2 separate regions of the Canis lupus genome follow, and region 2 is linked to region 1. Evidence: chromatin contacts called from public Hi-C data. All regions are on one chromosome and are shown on one strand. Each heading gives the region's core, a stretch centred on a gene start, on an enhancer-like site or on the middle of the called end of the contact. The rest is flanking DNA. Distances are from core to core; before and after follow the strand shown. Region 1 overlaps LOC119865841 (a long non-coding RNA gene). Region 2 holds the start of CTSB (cathepsin B).

Region 1 (5,414 bases), core at 779-3,278:
AAGAGATTCTCTTCTGTTGGTCATTTCAAACATATCCCCACAAAAAATGTACTTAATATGCCTAAAAGAATAAAAGAGAAGCTTGAAAATCTCTGCAGGAAACTTTCCAAAGTGACATAAGATCTTAAACCAAATAAAACTTTTAGAAATAAAGTGTACACTAACCCAAATTTAAAAAGTTCAATGGCTGGCTGGCTTTAATAGCAGATGAGACACAACTAAAGAGAGAATTAGTAAGTAGGAAATTAGCCAGAGAAAGATCTCTTGGATTACAACACAGAGAGATAAAAAGAATAGAAAATGGAGAAGAAAGGATAAGGTATATAGAAGATAGAATAAGAGAGTCTATTATATGTTTAGTTAGAATCCTAGAGGAGATGAGAGAATAGAATAGAGACTAGATTTGAGGGATAATAGGTACAGATTTTGCAGAATTGATAAAAGACCTCAAGCCACAGGTTCAAGTGTAATAGAATAAATCCCTAAGTGAATAAAGAAATCCTAGCCACATCTTAGTAAAACTGCAGAAAACCAAAGACAGAGAAAAGAATCTTAAAAGTAGCTTGGGGGGGGGGGGGGGGATGACCACACCAATAATAATGGAATCTAGAAGGTCATCAAATATTTTCAATTGTGCTGAAAAAAATATATAACCATTAATCTAGAATTCTATCAGTGATTTCTTTTTAAGGAATAAGAGCAAAATAAACAGATAGATGTTGTTATTTTCAGATAAAACCAGAGGAATTTTCCATTATTAGTAGCCATGTAAAGGAATCTTATGGGATGTGCTTCAGGCAGACAGTAAAACCATCCCAGATGGCAAGACTGAGATACAAGAATAGAGAGCAAAGAAAATGAGTAAATATACAGGTAAGTTTAAATTTTGTACCCTACATGGTATGAAACAGCAATAATAATAATTAGTGGGATTTAAAAAAAAACTGGAAAAATTGAATTATATAGCAATTGTGTATAAGCTGGAGGGGTAAATGGAATTAAAGTGCTGTAGGTCATTATATTGTCTGGGAATGGGATAAACATTTATTCAGCCTTAGACTTTGATAAGAAGTTAACTTTGCATGTTATGATTTCTGGGGTTATTATGATAAAAATAGGGATTATGACTTCCAGAGTAGTGGAGGAAAAAAAGCATGATGGAATCAATCAAGTTAAGTGATGGCAAGAGGAGCAAGGAAAAGCAAACATAGGGCAACCAGGACTGAAAAAAGTCATAATAGTCGTAGACTTAAATATGTCAGCAATTACATTAAATATAAATGCACTAAATGCTGCTGTGAACAAAGAGGTTAGGACTGTATAAAGTAACTCTATGTGGCTCAGAGAGGGAGCATTAACCTGCCCAAGGTACCCAAGGGAGTTGAGTCAGGGCTAGCAATGGGGTGCCTGCTTCCTAGTCCTGTGTTCTGTCAAGCTTACCCAGTCCAGTTCAATGGAGCCCATTTATATTGAGCAGCCAACGGTTTGCCAGGTGGTGTCAGATACTGCAACACATAGAAGAGTAGAATAAGTTTGCTGTCTTTACGGCATTTTCCTGAAATGAAGAGAAAGTATGTCTTAACATGAATTCTAGGGCACAGAGTTCTCTAGGGATTTATGGTGTCACCATGTCTACGTGATGGGAGTGGGGAGGATAGTGACAGTTTTGAGGTTGTGTCTGAGACAGGCCCTGCCTGTGTGTCTAGTGTCCATTCTAGCAGCACCACATGAAGGCAGAGGGGAGGGAGGGAGGGAGGGAGGGACGGAGGGAGGAGGTGCTTTTCTGAATGGGAATTCATCAATGTATTTCTGTCTGGGGCAGTTATCAGAGTTGCTATTTCAGTGAGTAATGGTGGAGCCTTCACCGGGCTCATGCCAGACGCTGGGGGTGGGGGCACAGGGCAGTGATATGGCAGGGGTCCTCTCTTTCGTCAGAAAACATGAGCTCATGCCAAGGTTTCCACAGGTCACCGAGATAGCACCGGCTCTCTGGAGACAGGCGTGACCCTCAGGTCGGCTCCTAGTCATTGAACTAAGTGGGCTCAGATAAGGGCCGGATAATGGTAGCCAAACTCCCACGGCCTCTTTGGGCCTCCCCCAGGGCCCTGAGGCCAGAGAGAGGGCAGGTCAGGGAGGGGCCAGTGGGTGCACGTGGCCTGGGAGCCTGCTTGGAGCCCCCTGGAGCCAGCCACAGGGGAACCCGGACCTCCTGGGGCTCATGGCCCACACTCTTGGTCTGTGCCCCAGTCTCCAGACCAGAGTTGTTCGGACATACAAAATGGGGGGTTCCCATTAGACATCCAATATCAAATTTGGAAAAATATCAAACTGGTAGCCCTTCCTTCTCTGGACTTCTTCCGATTTCAAATTTGCAGTATCTGTTGGCAAATTTTAGTGAGTGGGGAAGTAGGAGATGTTTGTATTCAGGGGCCTGCTATGGATCTGGGGTGGCCAGGGTTAATCTGCCCAATGTTTTCAGGGAAAAACAAGGCCTGATTTCTCAAGTTCCTCAACCTCTGTGTCCTATGACCCTGAATTGGCCACCTATGATTTAGTGACCAGTGGCCATTAAGACTTCCTGGGACAAAAAAAAAAAAAAAAAAAAAAAAAAAAAAGACTTCCTGGGACATAAAACAAGCCACACTCATTTAAAAAGAAAATGAATAAAGTGAAATCTGTGTGTCACCCCGACAGAATGATGGTCATGGCCCCAGGCCTGCCAATCTCTGGGGGCTGCTAACGCAGTCACGTGGTGAGAGTAGGAGACAGATTTAAAGCTAAGGAGGGACTTCCATTTGGAAATTGTCCTCTAGGTTGGCAAACACCAGGCATGCGTGCTGCCAGTTCCCCTCTATCGCTTGTAGATTATGGAACCTTTTTTTTTTTTTTTTTTTCTTCTGCCCTAGAGTAGCCCCCAGAGAACCACTATCAAAGGACCAGAGTCAGCATGTGATAATGCTATGCTTTGCTGTCTCTGAAGGAGTCCAACTCCTGTATTCTACAGAGGGGAGCACTGAGGCCCAGAGAGGCTGGCACAGCTGCCTCTGAGGTTGGTACAGCTAGGACTAGAATGCAGATCTCCTCCTCTCTGCTCATGCCTTTGTACCCACCCTGCTTTTGTGAGCCTTCCTTCTAGGGCGAGGACTGAAAGAAATCATCTGAATCATCACTGCTTACAGGATGGCTCTTAAATTTTAAAAAATAAAACTCTAGGACCTTGCATGTAGACAAACTGCAAATGAGAGTTAATATTTCCACAGAAAGAAATCTGTCACTAGAACAGAAAAACAAAACAAAACACCAAAACAACCACAAACCAAACCCCAATATCCCTCCCTGACTGGAACGCTAGTGACATCTACTGGAATGTGCAGATACTGCATGGGGACAGGCTAACAGTCACCCCTTCATTTCAATATGATTTAGTATGCATTTTAAATGTATGTGATTCTATATCTTATTTATACACATGTAGAAAAAGTATAAAATATGCTTGCAAATGATAAATATAAATTCACTTAGCAGTTACCTTGGGGGAGGGTAGGATGGAGCGCATGATAAAGGTTTTAGCTCTATCTATAATGTTTTTCTCTTTTAAAGAGATCTGAAGCCAATATGACTAAGTATTTACACCTGTTAAATCTTGGCGGTGGTAATATTGGAGTCTGATTTTCTGCACCTGTCTCTTTGTTTAAAATAGTTTAAAATAATAGTAACAATGATTACATTTATTATGTAGTAATCATTAAATAGTATATATATTTATTATCCTCTATATTAGTTATATAAATCATCTATTCATTATATGTTGTATAATTACATTTATGTAAGGACAATAAAAAATAAGAATGTAAAATTTGGAGTTCAGGTTCTTGTCTCTGATATCAGGCAGCAGTTATTTATAGCATAAGTTATTCATACTTGCTGGCTATTATTATTATCATTAATAGGTTTACTGGAGTTGATGTAAGGAGCTGAACAGCATTCAAAGATTCCCATATGGGTTAATGAGCAATGACACTCTTCAAAAGAGGTGACAAGATGAAGATGACATATGCATTTGCTGGTGTGATATTGGGCAGACTCACTTCTTTGCTCTTGTTGAAGAATGGTCTATTCCCCATAAGGACATGTGTCCTGGAACATCTGGATGTCAATGGCATCTAGAATGAATCTAGACTTTGTAAGGAAGATCTCAGGTAGGAGACTGGTAGGTAAAATGGACAATCAGTATTATTTCCAGATTAAGGTTGCGGCCTCGAAATTAACTAGGTTACTTTCTAGTTAGGATCATAACCCAGAATCTGCCTGAGCAAGGCAGCGGGGCTAGAGCAGGTCTCACCCTATTTTGACAATTCAGGTTTACTTTCATAGTTTTTGCATATCCAGGTCCCTTGTGTATGATTGTTTACATAATGCATTTTTATTTAAATAAACTTGCTTTTGGTTACCAGAGATTTGAATGTGATTGGTCTGGGATGTGTCCTGGGATTTTTTAAAAAAAAATTTCACTTAATTCTGTATGAGCCCAGGTAGAAAACTACTTCTTCAAAGCAAGAAAGGGCAATCTTGGTGTTTGGGGATGAAGAGGGAATTGAAAATGAGGATAGTTAGTGTGAGAGCTGATACTATGGGCTCTGGAGTCTGGGTGGGGTGGATTCTGAAAATGGGTCTATTTGGTAGACGCTTGATTTTAACATTCTCATAGGGACATATGATGAGGCCCTGGGCCTGTAAAGAAGGAAAGTTAGATTTGAGATACCCACATAAGTCAGGGCCCTTGAAAAGCCACATACTTAGTGCTTCCCCTTCCACCTTCACACTGGTGAGGGAGACTGTTTGCCTGCAGCTCTAGGTAGGAAAAACCTCTAGGAGAATCCAAAATTCCAGCTGACAAATTCACTTTAGAATTAGTCCCAAACTACCCAAATATCTATTCCTGGGTGAATGAATAAACAAAATGGGGGCACATACATGCAATGGAATATTATTTGGCCTTAAGAAGGAATGCAATTATTTTCATTTATTTTCACAATTGAGATATAATTGACATATAACATGTTTTAGATGTACAAGGGATGAAATTCAGACACATGGTACAACATGGATGAACCTTGAAGATACTATGCTAAGTGAAATAAGCCAATCACAAAAGGACAGATGTTGTATGATTACACTTATATGAGGTACCAAGAATAGTCAAATTCATGGAGACAGAGTTGAACTCATACAAGTGGTGGTTATCAGGGACTGAGGGAGGAGAGTGGAGAGTTAGTGTTTAATGGCTATTGAGTTTCTGTTTGGGATGAAGCAGTTCTGGAGATGGATGGTGATGATGGTGGCACAACAATGTTGAATGTACTTAGTGCCACTAAACTGTACACTTAAAAGTGGTTTAAAATGGTAAATTTATC
Region 2 (5,414 bases), core at 1,483-3,982, 48 kb before region 1:
GAATGAATGAACAAGACCTTCGTGTATCAACATAAATAATAAAGCTCATGAACAGGCAATGGAAAAGGATACAACCAGCACAATTACAGTTAATAAATTTTAATAGCATTGTTCATGGATTGATACAAAAGTATTAAAAGCACAAAAAAGAAAGACTGAGGGTGGGGCACCTGCAGTGGCTCAGTGGTTGAGTGTCTGCCTTCGTCTCGGGTTGTGATCCTGGGGTCCTGGACTCAAGTGCCGCAATGGGCTCCCTGTAGGGAGCCTGCTTCTCCCTCTGCCTGTCTCTCTCATGAATAAATAAATAAAATCTTAAAAAAAAAAAAAAGGACTCAGGATTTATTGCACACACCCCCTTTCTTAGGCAGCTTCTGGAGTGTGCTCGGAGCTGAAACGAAGAGGTGAGGATATGGGATGGGGTACAAACACTGCTGACTGCCGCCCAGCGTCCACTGAGTACAGTACACAGCTGCACATGCCCCCACTACATTCATCTACTTGTCAACCCCCACCCCTCTCTGCATGTGAAGCTGAACCATAAAGTACCTGATCGCCACCCTTCTTGATCTAGAAAAATTCCCAAATATCATCTTAACATTTTCCTTGTGTCAAACTATCTAAAAAAGGCTGCAGACGTTGAGCCTTTGCTCCGAAATAGTCCAGTCCTTCCCTCCGGAAGAAGGGGATATCCCACACAATCACGAGGCCTTACCACATTTAAGAAAATTACCCAATGGACACTTTCTGACTCCCCTGAATGTGCTCTCTCTTGCTTCCCAGCCCAACAGAGATACAAAACATCTCTTACCCCTAAAATGTGTGCCAACTTACTACCCCAACTCCCAGGTCCTCTAATGGAGGAAAAGAAAGGACCAGTCTCTGAGAAAGGCCTCAGTTCAAGCTGCTGAATCAGCAGCACCTGGGCAGGTTTATCCTGAGGCTAAAGGGCTCCCACCCTCACCACCTGACCAGTCGGGAAACCAGCAGGGGAGTTAGTGGAGCCAGGGCTGGGCTGGCTTGCAAAGCCCCCAGATAAGGAATCTACATCCTTCCACTGCTGAGTGGCAATAACCCAGCTCTGGGACAGAGCTGCCCAAAAAGATGTGAGGGGAAACTTTCTCCAGGGCACCGTCAAAACCCTCTCTTTGGGAAAACCACACAGGGTGTGTGGGGGGATGCAGCTCAGCCCCTTCCTATATAAAGCTCAAGGGCTCTAGGTCACTATCACCAGTGCCAACAGGAAATAAGTCTCAGGGCGCCTGGCTGGCTCAGTCAGTAAAGCATGTGACTCTTGATCTCAGGATCCTGAGTTCAAACCCCACGTTGGGCACAGAGCCTACTTTACAACAAAACAAAACAATTCTCCATTATTTAAGGATGTTATGGAAGAAAAGCAGCCCCTACCAAACCAGACAGCCTCCTAAGCCTCTTCACTTTCCTATCATTCTCAAACTATAGAGTCAACTAGATAAATGCATCCCAGCTGCATTTCTGTCCGGTGGATGCACTGAGGATCAGTTTTTTCTAAGGTAACTAAAGATGCTAGCTGTCCATTTGAACCCCTCCAGCTCCCCCTCCCACCGGGTGTGAAGGACTGGCGGAGGGATGCCGGCGGCGGGGGTCCAGGTGCCTGAGGAAGAGAATGACCTAGGCCCACAAAGGGGCAAATCCATTTCACATCTAATTGGATGGCCTGCTGAGCCCGCCAGACTGTTACCCCTAAATGCTCCCCATATGCTGCTCCCTTTCGCAGACCTCCGGGGTCATTAACTAAAGGAAGAGCTGAGGCCTCAGGGTCTCTGCCCTGCTTTCCCCTCTCCCAAACAACCCGGGCCTATGTAAGGCTCAGTCAAGAAGTAAGGAGTGGCATCTTCCCCTTCCACCCCAGCCTCCCGGGGAGGGGAACTGGGGCTTCCAATGCCTAGACTCCTAAGCACTGCTCAGTTTCTCTTCCCATCAGTGGATCTAACTCATCATGTGGCCTCCACCCTACACCACCTAGTTCCAGGTTCGTTTTCTGGTCTCTGTCCTCTGGGGTCCCTGGAACTGTGTGTTCGGTTGTGGGCTGAGAATTGCCCAAACCCTATGAAATAAGAAAACACCTAGAACAGACGTAGGGAGACACTATTATCTCGGCAATTTCCTGAGGAAACTGAGGCCCAGAAGCTCACCAGGGGCCGGGGAGCTAGATTCTGGCCGAAAGTCACCGGGATCCCAGCCCAGCGCTTCCTGGCAGGACTACGCAGGCCCCCACGCCGGAGCCGGAGCCGGAGCCGGAGCCGGAGCCGGGCTGGCCGCGGACACAGCCCCGGGAGGAGGCGGAGGCGGAGGCCGGGGTCGGGGCTGGGGTCGGGGTCGGGGCCGGGGTCGGGGCCGGGGTCGGGGCCGGGGCCAGGCCGCCCACCCGGAGTTGGGGGCTTCTTGCTTTTCTCACCGCGATGACTTTCCGGAGCGCGCGGGCTGCCACCCCCGCCCCCACCCCGCCTCCTCGCCCGCCCCGGGATGCCGCGGGGCCGCACAGGGGCCCGGGCTCCCGGCCTCCCCACCTCCCCGCCTCCCCGCCTCCCCGCCAAGGTCACCTCCACCGCGGGGGCGCCGCGCCCGGCCGCCCGCCCGCACTCACCGAGCCCGCCGCCGAGAGCCTGGGCCTGCAGCCTGCGAGCCGGGCCCGCCAGCGCCGAGCCGAGCAGCCGCCCTGGCTTCCCGGAGCCGCCCCGCGCCTAAGTACCGCCCGCCCCGCCCCGCCGCGCCCCGCCCCGCCCCGCGCGCCCGCCCACTCGCCACGTGACCGCCGCCGGCCCCGGCCCGCCCCGCTCCCCCTCCGCCCTCCGCCCTCCGCCCCGCCCCGGCCCGGCCCGGCTCCGCACCCCTCCACCCGCCCCCGCACCCCGCCGCCTCCGCCCCGCACCCCCTCCGCCCTGCACCCCTCCGCCCCGCACCCGGACCCCCGCCGCCCTCCGTCCCGGCCCCGCACCCCCATCCCTCCGTCCCGGCCCCGGCCCTGCACCCCCGCCGCCTCGCACCCCTCCGCCTTCCGCCCCCTCCGCCCCCCCCCCCGCACCCCTCCGCCCTGCCCCTGCACTCCCTTCCGCCCTCCCTCTGCCCTCCGCCCGCACCCCGCACCCCCTCCGCCCGCACCCCAGGCACCCACGCCCCCACGGACCCTGCGCTCGCCTCTGCTCCCGGAGATCCCGCTGGGGGTGGGCTTGGCCCGGGGAAGAGGGACTCGGAGCCTCGGGCCAGTGGGGAGCGAGGGGAGATGAAGGTGGCCCGAAGGGTCTCCATCCAACCTGGACAGAGTCCCAGGGGCCGCCGCCGCCTGAAAGCAGCGGTTCGAAGCCTGCGGGATCCCTGCTTGCAGGAGGGGGTGACTGTCCCTCATTTCATCCATTCAGAAACCACTGAGTTGGGGGTATCATGATAGCAGGCCTCCCAGGGGAGCCTTTAGAGGCTCCTTTAGCGACGATAGTCTAAGAACGTGCCTATTAAAGCCTCCAGTTATGTAATAATAAATGGGTCTGACTTTCAGGACCTGCTTCAGGATTTCTAGAGAAGGACCTTAGGGGCAGAAATCCGTTTGGAAGAGGGGTCCCAATAGGCCTGTCCTAAAGGGACAGTATTTTACTTGGAGTTTATTTGGGGAGTGCTTACGGACGACGGTGGGGTGGCTCAAGACTCACTATCTCCATGAATCCCCGTGTTTCGAATCCTTCTGACAACTTTGCAACGTTGGCATGATCCCAGTTTTTCTTCCAGAGGCTCAGGAAAGTCTAGTATTTCATCCAGTGGCTTTTGGTAATAATAAGAAAGCTATAGGCCTGGTGGACTCCCAGAAGCCCTGGTGATGTAGTTTTTTTGTTTTTGTTTTGTTTTTGGGTTTTTTTGAGTAGTTCAGTCCGGAGACAGCAGACAAGAATTCTTGAGATATCTTTGGTGCAAAAAAAGTGATACTAAAGCATGGAGACATGACCTGTGAGGACAAAGAGCTGCTGCCCCAGGATTGTGGGGAGCTAGCCAGGGTTGGGTGAAGTAAAGAAAAGGGAAGTTCAAAAGGGACTTTCATATGCTAAATAAGACTCTTTTTTTTTTTTTTTTAAGATTTATTTATTCATATGAGAGAGAGAGACAGGCAGAGACACAGGCTGAGGGAGAAGCAGGCTCCATGCAGGGAGCCTGATGTGGGACTTGATCCCCGGACTCCAGGATCACGCTAAAGAAGACTCTTGGATTCCTGGAGGACCTTGCTATTGTCAGGCTAAGATTATTTTTCCCAACAGCAAAACATTGACGTTAAGACAGCTGGGAGCTTCCTGGAGGAATGTTCTACTCTGCGGATCTCAATATGGGCTGCAGGTTATAAGGCCATTTAATTTTTCCTGCATTTCCTTCTGTCTTTGTCTCCCACATCACTGGCTGCTATCTGCTGCATCTTGCAGATACCTGGCCGCCAGGTGTCACACAGTCCCCGTGCCTGCCAGGGCGCATCAGAGAGCTGTCTAGACACATGTACCTCTTTGGTCCCAATTAAAGAAAGGAGTCAAGATGGCCCCACTACAAGCTTACCCAGTCATATCTTGAGAACCATGGACTCAGGCTGCAAATCAGTGTTTTGACATGTCCTCTCCCACATGGTGTCAATCATTTTCAAACCCAGTAATGGAGCTTATAAAAGGAAACCCAAATGGGGAGGACACACGGATGACCATGGGAAATCTCTCCTCATCGTAACAGGAGTGCTGAGTACTTTACATGATCTCTCTCTCTCTCTCTCTCTTTTTTTTTTTTTTTTAAGATTTTATTTATTTATTCATGAGAGACAGAGAGAGAGAGAGGCAGGCTCCATGCAGAGAGCCTGATGCAGGACTTGATCCCAGGACCCCAAGATCACACCTGGAGCCCAAGGCAGACGCTTAACCGCTGAGCCACCCAGGCGTCCCACATGATTTCTTTTTTTATGAAATTTTGAATGGGTGTCATTGTAGAGATAGATTATCACTTTTGAAATAACAGAGAAATAAACAAGTACAACTTCAGTAGAACGTAACCCTTCCTGCCTTAGCTAGGAATGCTTCATGGAGAAAGGAAGGCACCACATAATTTGTTTATTCTCGAAGCCCTCACTGGATCTTAAACTCCAGGATTTTTGCCTATAGTTAAAAAGAAAGCCCAAAGTAGAGTTGTTATGTGATTGCAGGGTTCTTGTCTCACGGAGTCCAAGAATGAATCTCACAGGGAAGTGAAAATGTATTAAGTGAAGATAGGAGCAGAAAGGAAAAAAAGAAGCTCTCTAGCGTGAGAGGGGCCCTGCCGTGTGGGTTGCCACTTGGGCTTTTACTGGCAGTCTTGTATTGAGAACTGACCAGGAAGCTTGTGGCCTTGACTTTTTTGTGCGGGCTTGGTTTGAGCAAGGACTA

The links. Hi-C and Micro-C count contacts between places; a contact is called where the count stands out from the background.
Region 2: a Hi-C map of liver shows a contact between it and region 1, with 3 times the contacts expected there. The contact joins the promoter of CTSB here to the enhancer-like site in region 1. A contact is called at or near these places in 4 of 9 Hi-C or Micro-C datasets (amygdala, blood and liver).

What each region holds. Positions count from the first base shown.
Region 1 is chr25:26,140,660-26,146,073 of UU_Cfam_GSD_1.0, reverse strand. LOC119865841 (a long non-coding RNA gene) reads left to right here. Exons shown (of 3, transcript XR_005378218.1): 2 at 733-873; 3 at 3,951-4,384. Among named protein-coding and RNA genes, the nearest start is that of DEFB136, 24 kb to the right of the region's middle. Within about 2 kb of position 2,028, at least 1 of the 20 cell types and tissues checked has an H3K27ac peak or open chromatin away from gene starts, as enhancers often do. A contact at or near this core is called in liver, where this site is marked.
Region 2 is chr25:26,189,440-26,194,853 of UU_Cfam_GSD_1.0, reverse strand. It overlaps CTSB (cathepsin B), which reads right to left and starts at 2,732. Exons shown (of 10, transcript XM_038573646.1): 1 at 2,624-2,732.